Regions from separate parts of the Mus musculus genome. Here all the other regions are linked to region 2. A link is a contact called in public HiCAR-type and promoter capture Hi-C data. All regions are on one chromosome and are shown on one strand. The core of a region is the stretch at or near the end of the contact, and the rest is flanking DNA. Distances in the headings are between cores, read along the strand shown.

Region 1 (3,884 bases), core at 981-3,480, 1.0 Mb before region 2:
GTGCCAGGGATCAAACCCAGGGCCTCTTGAGTGATATGTGAACACTCTACCACTGGGCTATATCCAGCCCTAAACTCGCAAGGTTCAAATACATACGCTCTGGAGAAAAATGGCTTCCACATTTAATGAGGTTGCTCTAAGAACAGTAAGACTAGCCAGCTGAGGCTTCCGGTTCACTCAAATGATCCTGGAAGCAGCTCCAGGCAGGCCTGGACACTCACCACGCTGCTGACTTTGTCTCTGGGGGAGTGGTGGTGGCCATTTACTCTCCAGATGGCTTCATCCTCTTCATCTGGTGTTCTTCCTAGAAGCAGTTCTCTGTCCCCCAACTGGTGTCCCCAGCTCAGTGATGCCAGGTGTGGACCATCCAGGTGGTTTCTGCCTCTTGTTCACTCTTGAATCAATATGAAAAGGCAACTTCCCTTCGGGGCAGGTTCCTTTCCAGAAGTATCTCTGCACTGCTGACAAGTCCAGGAGGACTGGAGGTGGACTAGATTAACTCAACCATCTGTGAGCTGCTTTCAGGAGCATCTGTATGGCTGTCTACACTGGAATCTGTTCCAACTCCCCCCCAGGGAGTGCCACAGCAAGGAGAAGCATGCTGGATGGGCAGGGCAGCTTCTGATAGGATCTCTGACTTTGTGTACAGTCCAAAGCCATCCAGTGAGTTTCTTCAAAAGGTCCAAAGTTCCCAGGTCACACACACACACACACACCAGTATCTCAGCTCTGAGGAAAAACAAAGAATCAATTCTTTCAGAAACCTGTGACCACTCATGTGACCCACAAGGTTCAATAAACACTTGGTTTCAAAGCAGCCTTCAGAGCTTGTGTTTTAGAATAAAAAGAGTTCGGGTAGCAGATACTTCAAAGGCCTTTTTTTTTTTTTCAGCAGAAAATAGCTTTGCAGAAGGGAAACCAGACGACGAGTGTAGAAGGTACTGGGTGTAAGGGACCACACCAGTCAAATGGTCCCAAAATTAAGGAACTGGCACTCAGGAGCCTAATCAGAATGTGCGCAGCCCTTCAGAGTGCAAGAGAGAACTTTGACAGAGGGGAAGACAACTCAGTGTATCATGGAATACTCTGCCAGAAAAGAGTCTTGGCCTCACTCTGATTCTTCGCTCCTCCAAGAGAACTGTCCAGAAACAGGTGGTACAGGCATTAAAATTACTATCCACGAGGCTGAAATTTTCTGACAGTCTTATTTCACTGTGTGGATAACACTGGGAGGAAACACAAAAATAATTTAATCCTTTTCCTTGACAAGCCTTCCGTCATTTTCATCTATAGTCTTTGTTTTGTTTTGTTTATTTGTTTGTTTGTTTTTTCGAGACAGGGTTTCTCTGTATAGCCCTGGCTGTCCTGGAACTCACTCTGTAGACTCAGGCTGTCTCTGCCTCCCAAGTGCTGGGGTTAAAAGTGTGCGCCACCACCACCTGGCTTCATTAAGACTATAGTCTTAATCCCACTTTTCTGGTTAATTCCTTCAAGGACAGGATCTCTAAAGCTGGCCACAATCTGCCACCTGTGGAAATAGTACGTTGAAGTCTCTTAGGGAGGGAGCCAGGCATGGTAGTTTAGGCCTTTTATCCCAGCGCACTGGAAATAGACAGGCAGATTGCTGAGTTCCAGGCAAGCTATGGCTACAAAGCAGGACCCTCTCTTAAAAGCGAGTAAACTCTCTTAGGAAGAAGGAAGTGCCCGAGGGGCATCCCCCACGAACCCGAAAAGGCCTCTTAAATATCAGTCACCTCAACTACACACACCTCGTTCTGCAGCAAACACAGGGCGAGCACACTGTGCAGGGCATCTCTGTTCCTGGAACCACCCCTCCCATTCCCTGAGGCCTGCTCGGAGGACCTAACAGCGAGTTCTCAAAGGTCCCGATGAGGTCAGTGATTGTGTAAGGGACCTAAAGAGGCCATGACACCCTAAGAGTACAGGCAGGGGGACAGTGCGGGTGCGCGCGGGGACGGAGGGAAGTCCCTCGCTGGTCAGGAGCCCCGAACCCTGCGGCCCGATCGCGTGGATCAGGCTCGCCCGCCCGCCCGCCCACCGGGACCCCGGGCTCTGTCTGGCCGCCCGCGGGAAAACCCCCGATACCTGCGCCCGCCCGGCAGCCCCGCGATCACGCGCGGACCCACCTCCCGCCGGTGGGGGCTTGGCGATGACGTGAGGTGTGACGCAGCCTGTGACGTCGGCGGCACGGCGGCCGCTCTGGCGCACTCTGCTGACGTCAGAGCATGGCGGCGGCGGCTCTCGAGCCCTGGAGCGCGGTGGCTCCGCGGAGGAGGAAGCGCGCGGCGGGAAGGCGACCGCGGCCGGGCGAGGGGCCCCGGGCCGAGCCGGAGGCGGACGGCGAAGCGGTGCTACGCCGCCTGCGGGAGGCCGAGTGAGTGCAGCGCCGAGAGGCAACTCCAGCCTCAGTGTCCCTAACCTGGAAATGGGTGTGCCAACCCGCTGGGAAAGGCTGAGTTCTCCCTCCGGTGTCACTGTAGCAAGCTCTCAGTAAAGCTGCCATTCCCATTCGCTGCGGCTGCGGCAGTTTATCATCCTGTGTCCCTGTCTGCCACCTTTGAGATGGGGGTTTAAGCATTACGTAGGGATGCTCAGAGGATTGTGTGATGTGACTGTAGAGCACTCCCTGGCACCCAAGCTCGAGGTGGGGGAGGAGGGTGTCAGAAGGTGCTCAGAAGACCTCTGCTTTCACTGCATAGGTTAGGACAATCAAACTCAAATGTGAGGCTTGGTGGCAAGAACCTTTACCCTATAAATCATCAGCTCTGGATTTGGAGGCGGGATCTTGTACTATAGCTTAGGCTAGCCCAGCAGCCCTGAATTGGAGGATATCCCGTCTTTGCTGTGGGCCACACACCACATTGGTTATTATCCGTATTGTAAATCGAGGTTGCAGCAAACACAGATGTCAACATTTGCATCAATGGTTTACTGAGCAGCAGCTGTGTGCGCAGACTTTTGCAGCCTATGTATTTCACAGGCTCACTGGAATCCTGGGCACTCCGAGAGACATACAAAGATCATTGTTTCAGGCCCAGGCCTTGGTGACTTCAAACCCCATGCTTCCACCTAATCATTATCATGTACTCTATTATGTTACATCCATCTCCCCAGCACTTGGTCTGTACCTTCTTACAGGGCACATAGACGGTGCCCACCATACACAGGCTACACCGTGTTCTTGCCTTTTCTAGTTTTGGTCTTACAGGGCTAAGTTAGAAATGTTGGTAGCATTTTGTATGGGTCAGAAGGGCTGTGATGAGGGGGGCAAGTTACACTTAAAAAGCATTGGTGACCCAGAAGTTACCTCTGAACATAAATTACTGGCGGTGCAGCTGAGAGGACAGATAGAAGCAAGCAGTGCCTTAAAGTCTCGAGATTAGTGAGACATAGGTGTCTAGGACCTGAACTCTTCAAGGCGCACACCAGATAGTCATTGTTTCCTCAGCTGCTTCAGAATCTCCCAGAATGCCCTGCTTCTCCCAGCATCCTTCCAGGGGTGTGGTTATCACTCCTGAGCATAGAGAATCTGATTCAGGGCTACTTAGAATATTACAGAGTACTTTGATTTATCGGGCACTTCTTTCCTTAGAAGAATGTAGGTCGCCTGGGGGCAGTTTCTCTCCTCTTTGTCCCTAAACATTGCCTCTGGCATACTTAAATTCACTGTTGATTGTTCTGCCTTAGGCTGTGGAAACCAGCTGACCAGACCCTTGGACTTCCTCTTTGACCTTCTTTTTACCGTTATTTATAGTGGGGAAGCTATTGAGTTCCTGCTGAGTAGCTCATTCATTTCCCCCTGCTACTCTCCAGTCTTGAGAGGACACTCCCATCATAAAGGGAAAGTCTGAGGACTTTATTTA
Region 2 (4,330 bases), core at 1,403-3,902:
TCTGTAACAGAAGGGATGAGCCCACCCTCAGAGCCATTTCCTCTTCTATTTTGTTTGAGACAGGGTCTTATTAGGTAGCCCTGGCCACCCTGGAACTCACAAAAGCCCTGCCTCTCTCAGGGCTGGTATTAAAGGCATGTGTCACCACACTTGGCCCTGAAAGCTATTTAAAAAAAAAAAAAAAAAAAGCCCAGCAGTGGTGGCGCACGCCTGTAATCCCAGCACTTGGGAGGCAGAGGCAGGCGGATTTCTGAGTTTGAGGCCAGCCTGGTCTACAGTGAGTTCTAGGACAGCCAGGACTGCACAGAGAAACCCTGTCTCGAAAAAAAAAAAAGAGGAAAAAAAAGTTCTAAGACATCCAACATGTGCCAAGGTATTTTACTTCCCCACACAGGAACCATCTAGTCACTGGATGGAGCTGACAGCAGGGGTCACTTCATTTACAGCACTGAGTACTCACACCGTGTTTGACATAGACAGTAAACTGTCTTTATCTTAAATCTAGGAGGAGGAAAAAAAACAGCTAAGAGAGACTCTGATGAAAACAATTAAATGATAGATACACATTAGCCTTTGCTACCTTCCTTCATAAAGTAAAGGTATGCAAAACACAGGACTGGAGAGATGGCTAAGAGGTACTGCTCTCTCAGAGAGGGCCTCGGCTCATTTTCTAGCACCAGCTCCAACTGGATCCTCTGGCCTCTAGGGACATCTGTACTGAGGTACAAACACACACTGTCAGAGAGGGTTAACTCAAGAGTTAACTCACATTCTGAAGACAGGAAGTAACTAATAAATTAAAAGCCACTAGATGCCTCATGTGCAGTCAGTCTAGCATCTCTCTTCCTAGGTAGCTTGGCACAAGTCAGTTCCTGTCTATCGCATATTCTCCTGTTTTAATATCTGCCACTAGAGTAATGTTAGGTGATGTTTACAAGATACATTGTTAAAATTACTTGGAAGAAAGTTTTCATAAACTCAAAGTTCAGTAGTATGATTATGTTTTAAGTGTAAATCTTTGCTGTGTGCAGAATGCGAAAGTAAGCCTTTTTTCAGACTCCCTGTCACTAAAAAAAAAAAAAAAGTAGTACTTCTTCAGGCCAGAGATGGCCCAGCAGGCAAAGGCATGACTGGAGTTTCAGGTGCAGGACCCTAATAGGAGTAGAGAACTGACTCGAAAGCTGTCCCCTGACCTCCAAAAGCACTCGGTGTACTACCCTGTACACCCCTCTCCATACAAATGTAATTAAAAGTGTTCTCCTAAAAGTGAAAAAGAATCGTCACCAATTCATTTAACAAGAGTTTGCTGAAGGGCTGGAGAAATGGCTCTGCGGCTAAGAGGACTTGCTGCTCTGAGTAACTGGGTTCAGTTTCCAGCCCATGGACGGTGGCTCACTTCTTGCTCTAGTTCCAGGGGATCCAATGCCTAATGCCCTCTTACTACTACCTCCAAGAGCACTGTATGAACGCAGCACATATGCACACACGCAGGCAAACACTTAAATACACATATAAACAGGCAAATCTTTAAAAACACCAAATGCTGGCTGAAGATGTGCTATGTACTAAAGACTGATCCAAAAAAAATGGAGGTATCAGAGTGAGTATCCTGCACAATGTAGGGCGAACAGTCAGAAAGACAAACAATACACACTTCCCAAGACCTTTAAGGTGAGCTACTGATTTGAGGAAAAAGCATTCGAGTCAGCAGAAAGAGAAGGAAAGCCAACATACAGAGCGACAGAGGAACAAGGGGTCTTGTAATGCTGGAATGGGCAAGGAAAAAAAATTACATATGAGCAGAAAATAGAATCTGGGCAGTGTTAAGTAGAGAAACCTTGTTAGTGATTTTTACAAGGTTGACGTTAATACAGGCAAGGAATCTAGACAGCTAACTTAACGTCTTTTTTTTTTTTTGCTTCTTTTAAGAATCTGAAATTAAACCAGGGCCGAGGAAGAACAGCAACAACAAAATGGGTCACACTTGAAATTGCACAAGGGACACCGGCTCAGGTATGACAGCTGAACATTCCCCGCCACCACGGTTTCCTGTGATGTCCGTGGCTCTAAGCAGAGGGGGAAGCCACAACTTCCCAACAGAATGACGGGACCAGTCCGACGAACTTGGGAAAAGTCTTTATTTGCCGTGTTAAGCACCATGTGTTTAACCCCGCACCGAACCCAGTGAAGCAGGTGGGGCCGGTGTCTCCCCATCTTAGAGATGAGGGGTCTGAGAGCGACCGCAGGGGCATGATCTAGAGTGGGCTTCACTGAGCCTGAGGTGGGTCGGGCTCGAACTTGCGGGCGACCCTTCGCCCGGCATTCCCGGCTCCCCCGAGAGCCCCGGCCGCACCGCCGACCCTGGCGCTGACTGCGGAGGGCGGCGGCGCCGCACAGGGCCTTGGGGGCTCCAGGAAGGAGCCAACTGCGACCCGGGAGCGCCCTCCTCGCGGAGCCCACCGATCCTCCCCAGCCCGCATTCCGGAACCTCGTTCGAGCCCAACGACCCACTCACAATTCCTTAATCAGCACCATCTTCCGGGAACCCCTCACAGCCGCCGCCGCCAGCCGCCACCGCCGGGCCTCGCAACACGCAAGCGTAGCCCCGCCTCCCAATCGTCCGAGCCCCGGGAGCGCCTGCGCGTCCGCGCCCTTCCGCCGCCGGCCATTGCGTCAGCGCGCCTGGGGGAGCTGACTCCGCCCAGTCCACGCCCCGCTCACGGAGCACGAGGCCTCCACTGCGGCTGCGTGGCCCCTTGGCGCGCTGGTGAGCCTTGGAGCGCGCCTGCGTACTCTCGGCGAGCAGTGGGGCAGCAAGCGCGGCGTCCTCCTGCCAGCGTTAGTCTCTCACGGCGCTGTGCAGCCTATGGTTTCCAGTGAGTTCTCCAGTCGGGACCCTAAACGACGTTGAGTTCGCACAGGTGTGGGAGCCGAGGACGACCTCAGGTTTAGCAGGAGCGTGTTCTAGAAACCCAGACAGACCGGTGTTAAAATCCTGATGTGTTCGCCCCTTGTCCTAACTAACCTTTTTAAGGGTACATCTATCTGGTTTGCCTGTATTGTGTCTGCTCCCTGTGTGTCTCATGCATACTGAGGTTCACGTGTAACTGGAGATGCAGACAGTTGTGAAATGCCATGTGAGTGCTGGGAACCAAACCTGGGTCCTCTGCAAGAACCCCCAGTGTTCTTAACAACTGAGCCCCTGTCCAAACATTGAATCCTCAACAAAAGCAATTTTGCATGAGACAGACCCAGACCCAGTTGGGTAGACTAATTCTAGACGAATTCTACGTGTCTAAGGCATTGGTTTTTCATTATGTGCTTTCGGGGCAAAGAACTCACTACAGGAAGAATGAAAGTTAAATTTTACTAAGACCAATCAGAAGCCCGTCCCAACACGGGCTTTAAGCACTAGTTGACCTAACAACTTTGATAAAACAATTTTGAAACAGTGACTAAGTACTGCTCTTGGACTGCCCTCTGCTTCCTCACTCACTGAACTTAGTAACTTGGGATTCAAGGACCTTTTAGTGGGATTCCTAGGGAGCTGGATAGCTGCAGGAATAATCTTCTTTGTGTCAACGGGCATTTTAGGTAAATTTGATTTCTCTATACTTTGTGTCAAACCATATTTTTTCCCTCATCGAATGATCTTGAAAATATTTTCATAAAAACTAGAAATAGTCTCAAGAATATTCTTCCCCTCTCTAGTGATTGATTTATTTATATTTTATGTACATTGGTGTTTTACCTGCATGTATACCTGGATGAGGTCAGATCCCCTGGAACTGGAGTTTCAAACAGTTGTGAGCTGCCACGTCGTGGGTGCTGGGAATTGAACCCAGATACTCTAGAAGAACCACCAGTGCTCTTAACTGCTGAGCCATCTCTCCAACCCCAGTCCCAAGTGTTCCTTAATTTTGTTAGATATCAGAGCATAGGTCAGTTGTCCCGATTTGGGAAACTGGGTTGGACTTTGAAGATGAAGCCCTGGACCTGAATCCTGGCTGGTTGACTTCAAGAAATCTGGAATAAAGAATCTTGTAGAGACTTAATTTATACAACCAAAGATAGGTGACTGTTTAGAGAATAAAAAGTAGGAAGGGACTGAAAATGTAGCTCAGTTTATAGAGTACTTGCCTAATGTCCTAGCAGTGAGTTCAGTCCTTTTGATTTTTTTGAGGCAGGGTTTCTCTGTATAGCTCTGGCTGTCCTGGAACTCACTCTGTAGACAGAGCTGGCCTCGAACTCAAAAATCCGCCTGCCTCTGCCTCTGCCTCTGCCTCTGCCTCCCAAGTGCTAGGATTAAAGGCGTGTGCCACCCCGCCCA
Region 3 (3,883 bases), core at 636-3,135, 1.1 Mb before region 2:
AGTCTCTGCCCTTCTGGTGACATAGTGGCAGTGTGTCCTCGGCTCTCACCCAGAGTTCCCTCTGCAAGTCCTGGACACTCTTTTCTGGCAGAACTCACCTACTAAGGCCGTTAGAAGCTCGACAGAGATTGGAGTGATTATCATCTTCTGAGACTCTCAGCAATTTAAAAGAACTGAAATGGCCAGAGAGGTTAGCAGAGCCGTGTCTGTAATCTGGCCGCCGAACAAATAAACACGCTTAACAAACATGGAACCCTGTAATCACAGTGGTCACAGATAATTACAAGGTTCGTCGACAGGATTAATTCGTAATGCACTGCAGATGGTGTAGTCTGGGAATGGAACGCATACGGAAGACCGTGTGAAAGACGGTGTTCTTTATGCATAAGGGCCGTGGATGAGGCTAAATTTGGGCAACTTGCTAAATGTGAAGCAGGACACGAGCTGCATGCTTTCTCTAGCCACTCAGAGCAGTTACTCAGAAGGAGCAGGGTTGCCTTCAGCCCTCCGTCGTCAGCCCGGGATCGGCAACCGTCCTTAGTGCATTTTACAGGCTCTCAATCTATGTAAGACATATTCATGGTCTGATCATTTGTTCTCGGCCTATGGCACCGATTGTGGAGGCCCTGGAGTTTACAACGGGAGGTGGGTCTGGTTGCAGGAAGTAGGCGGGAGAGGTGGGTTTTGAAGGACAGACTGACCCTGGTTTTGCCCCAATTTCCTGAGCCTAGATCACACGCTTACAAGTGTAGCATCCCTCCATGCGTTTTCTGCCATAACGGACTGAAAACTTTTGACCTGTGAGCCCAGGTGAGCTTTCCCACCTCCATTGGTTTCTGTCAGGTGTCTTGGTGGCGTCCCCGCAAAAGAACCTTGCTGAACCAATGACGCGTTTTGAGTCACTGTATTAAAATAAAAAGTGGTGGTGGGGGGGGGGGGGGATGCTATTCTACTCCTGGAATTGTAACAAGGGCTTAAGGGACTAAGATGGAGACTCCAGGGCATGGAGTGGGTTCTGAGTCAGGAAACAGGGGTCCTGGGTGAAGCAAGTGGGTTCTCTATCACCAACTGTATAAGTGCGAGCTTGGGTGAAGGGCAGGGGGCTTCTGGGACAGACCCGAGGTGATTTTATCCTGGACAAAAATGAGGATTCTAGGCCAGGACAAAGATGCATGCTGGGATTGGAAGCAGTAGGTTCGAGGACAGACACAGATGGGCTGTGGGCTGGCATCCCACCCCACGCTCCCAGAACGCCCATGCACTGTTCCAAGGAGCCCACGCTTCCCTGGGCGCTCGCAGCGCGGTGTCCCTAGGCCAGGCTGAGCAGCCCCTTTCCCTCCAGTGAACTGGGCAGAACTGGCCGTGGCTAGCTAGACTGGGCCTCCCTGTGGGCAGGCGCCAGGTCTGCAACAGCTCCAGTCAGCAGCGCCCAGGCGGGGCCGGGAGCCGCGGATCTTCCAGGCTGTTCCATTTGCAATTTCATCCCACGTGTCCGCGGGGCCTCAGAAGTGTGTGTGGGATTCATCACAGGCAAGAGGGGCGAGGGGAAGGACACCAAGGGGAGGAGATGCGGAAGGGAGGACCGAGCGGAGGGGATGCAGGAGGGAGGGAGGGAGGAACAAAGGCGTCTGATAGGCGAAGCCCCCGGACCTGATGCGCGCACCCGATGCTCGGTGGGGCGGGACGCGCGGAGCCCCCCGCGGGTACGCGCGGCAGATGCATGCGCCGGGGGTCCCGCCCCGCCCCGCCGCCCCCTCCCCGCCGCCAGGCGCGCGCGGCATTGTGGGAGTTGTGGTCCTCGGGGTGGCGGAGCGCAGCGCGGGCGGCACCGGCTCGGCGGGGCTCGCGGCTCCGGCCGGGCGGCGGCTGCGGGCGCGGCAGGGGGCGGCCGCGTCCCTGGGGCAGTGGCGTCGCCCGGGTCCCCGCAGCCGCCCGCGCAGGTAAGCGGGGTCTCCAGGGCTGCGGGGCAGAGGAGGACGATGCTAGGGGCGCCCGCGCCTGCATCCCGGGCCGGCCCAGGGCCCGCGGTCGCCTAGCACCGGCTGCGTGCTGAGTGCCTCTCGAGCTGGACCGCGCAGCGCAGCATCACCCCCACCTTTTCTCCTCCCCCTCTTTCTCTCTTTCCAGCTTCCTCCTTCGCCTTTTCCCCTGATCCCCCATCCTCCTCAGCATCACCCACTTTGACCCACCTCCCTGTCCCGAGAATTGTCACGCGCCCTAAACCTCCTTCCCACTTTTCCAGGTAACCCTCACCTCACCATCTCTTCCCCTGACTACCTGCGTTAACGCATCTTTCTGACCTCTTCTGTCGTACTCTCTCCAGGGCCTGTGACACTGGCGGGAGACTGTGAGGAGGAAGGTCCCTAGAGGGGAGGGCTTGTCTCCGGACAGTTCTCTGCGCCCCCTGGTAGAGAGGATAGCAAGCAACACAGCTACCCCCTATCCTCTCCTGTGGTGTGCTGTACCTTGCGGGGGGGGGGGGGGGTTCGGGGTCGCCTGGCTTCACCTCAGGGTGACCCGGTCTCTTTGTCATCAGAAAGCTTCCTGAGCTGGTCATCTGATCCGGGTTAACTGGGTCAAGTGGAGACTGTCTCCCCAGGCATTCCTCACGTCAGAAGTTATCTTTGATCGGACTTGAATTTGTCCTTTATTCCCCAGAGCCGGCTGATCTTTGAGATCTGAGGTTCGGGGCTGCATGATGCCCGTTCCTGATGGGAACTGATCTGTGAAGAGAGCCAGAAGTGTGTGTGTCTACCTATTATCCTGATGCCACACACTCTACCAAAACCAGAGTTTGTTCTCTTGTCACAAATCAGCTCTGGACTTGTGTGTCCCTCCCTGGGCGAAGGGGCCGCCAGCCTCCTGGAACTCAAGTGAGTGGCAGGTCCCAGCTCCTTCTCTTAGTGCTGGATTTGGTCATGTGGAGAGGTTAGGCTCTCTCCTTGCTGAATGTTTACTGCTCTGTCTAAGGGAGGGCTCTTGTTTGCTTTGTCCGGAGCAAGCAAGGCTGTTCTGAGGAGGGGAAGGGCTGGCAGTGGAGAGGTATCCTATCCATCTGCTTTTGACATGAGCAGGTTGGTGGGAACTCGGTTTCTTGAGTCAGTTATTACCACTGACTGGGGCTCAGGACATCCGAAGAAACCTGGCTGATGAAAGCAGTTTTGGAGTTACAGTTTCCTCAGAGTCTATGAACACCAGGTGAGAGTCTCACATAGAATCTTGGGAACCCTGGGCTTTCTCAAAGAGCAGGTGCCAAAAAAGGCACCTTTCTGGGGCTTTTCCCCTTTTTCCTAAAGAGGAAACCGTCAGGGCTGATGGTATCACCCATGGAGGAGGGTGGGTGTTAAGCTTAACACCGGCTCAGCAGCTCGAGAAGAAGCTGACTTCTCCTCTCCCTGTTCCTGTACTTTTCCTAGAAGCCTAAGAGTTCCATGAATATTCAGTGTGCGTGTTTTTGACTTCCTAAACATTATAGTCAAGTGATGCTTTATTCAGCCGACACCAGGATGGTGCCAGTAGGTGAGGCATGAGCACCAGCAGTTTTCCTTGACTCCAGGAGTGGACATCACTCTCAGTCAGGTTGCTTCGGCTTTGCCTTCTGCTTGGGGTGGGAGCCTTGGGACACCCTCCACCTTTGGTTTGCCTGTTGATCACACATCATGGATTTATTGTGACATTATCCCCAGCCAGCTGATAGATGAAAACACTGGACCTTTGAGAGTGGAAGTGCCCTGCAGAGGCAGGTGTGCACACCTGGTCTAGCCTGTGTCTAGTTAGGCTGTGTAACTTCTCTGCTATGCTGCATACTTCCAAGACCTGGCTGGTCCAGGCGGTGGGGGACATGTCTTGTTATTGTCTCCTTTCTCTCCAAGGAGAGGAGGGA

What was found. Promoter capture Hi-C pulls out the DNA fragments that hold promoters and counts their contacts. HiCAR-type assays count read pairs that join an accessible place to other places.
Region 1: a HiCAR-type map of astrocytes shows a contact between it and region 2, with 3 times the contacts expected there. The contact joins the promoter of Srrd here to the promoter of Pitpnb in region 2. A contact is called at or near these places in 9 of 39 promoter capture datasets (the 3T3-L1 cell line, the C10 cell line, hippocampal neurons and 5 more), 1 of 484 Hi-C or Micro-C datasets (CD4 T cells), 7 of 115 datasets of contacts at active chromatin or transcription factors (the 230-238 cell line, astrocytes, large pre-B cells and 3 more) and 1 of 9 other capture datasets (liver).
Region 3: a promoter capture Hi-C map of embryonic stem cells shows a contact between it and region 2, with 5 times the contacts expected there. The contact joins the promoter of Asphd2 here to the promoter of Pitpnb in region 2. A contact is called at or near these places in 2 of 39 promoter capture datasets (embryonic stem cells and liver), 2 of 115 datasets of contacts at active chromatin or transcription factors (embryonic stem cells and large pre-B cells) and 1 of 9 other capture datasets (embryonic stem cells).

The regions. Positions count from the first base shown.
Region 1 is chr5:112,341,386-112,345,269 of GRCm38.p6, reverse strand. It overlaps Srrd (SRR1 domain containing), which reads left to right and starts at 2,230. Exons shown (of 7, transcript NM_001359388.1): 1 at 2,230-2,395. The coding sequence starts at 2,247. It overlaps Hps4 (HPS4, biogenesis of lysosomal organelles complex 3 subunit 2), which reads right to left and starts at 2,175. Exons shown (of 14, transcript NM_001359853.1): 1 at 2,107-2,175; 2 at 222-1,226. The coding sequence starts at 262.
Region 2 is chr5:111,329,019-111,333,348 of GRCm38.p6, reverse strand. It overlaps Pitpnb (phosphatidylinositol transfer protein, beta), which reads right to left and starts at 2,652. Exons shown (of 12, transcript NM_019640.5): 1 at 2,516-2,652. The coding sequence starts at 2,535.
Region 3 is chr5:112,392,775-112,396,657 of GRCm38.p6, reverse strand. Asphd2 (aspartate beta-hydroxylase domain containing 2) reads left to right here and starts at 1,885. Exons shown (of 6, transcript NM_001357013.1): 1 at 1,885-1,940; 2 at 2,659-2,873; 3 at 3,075-3,198.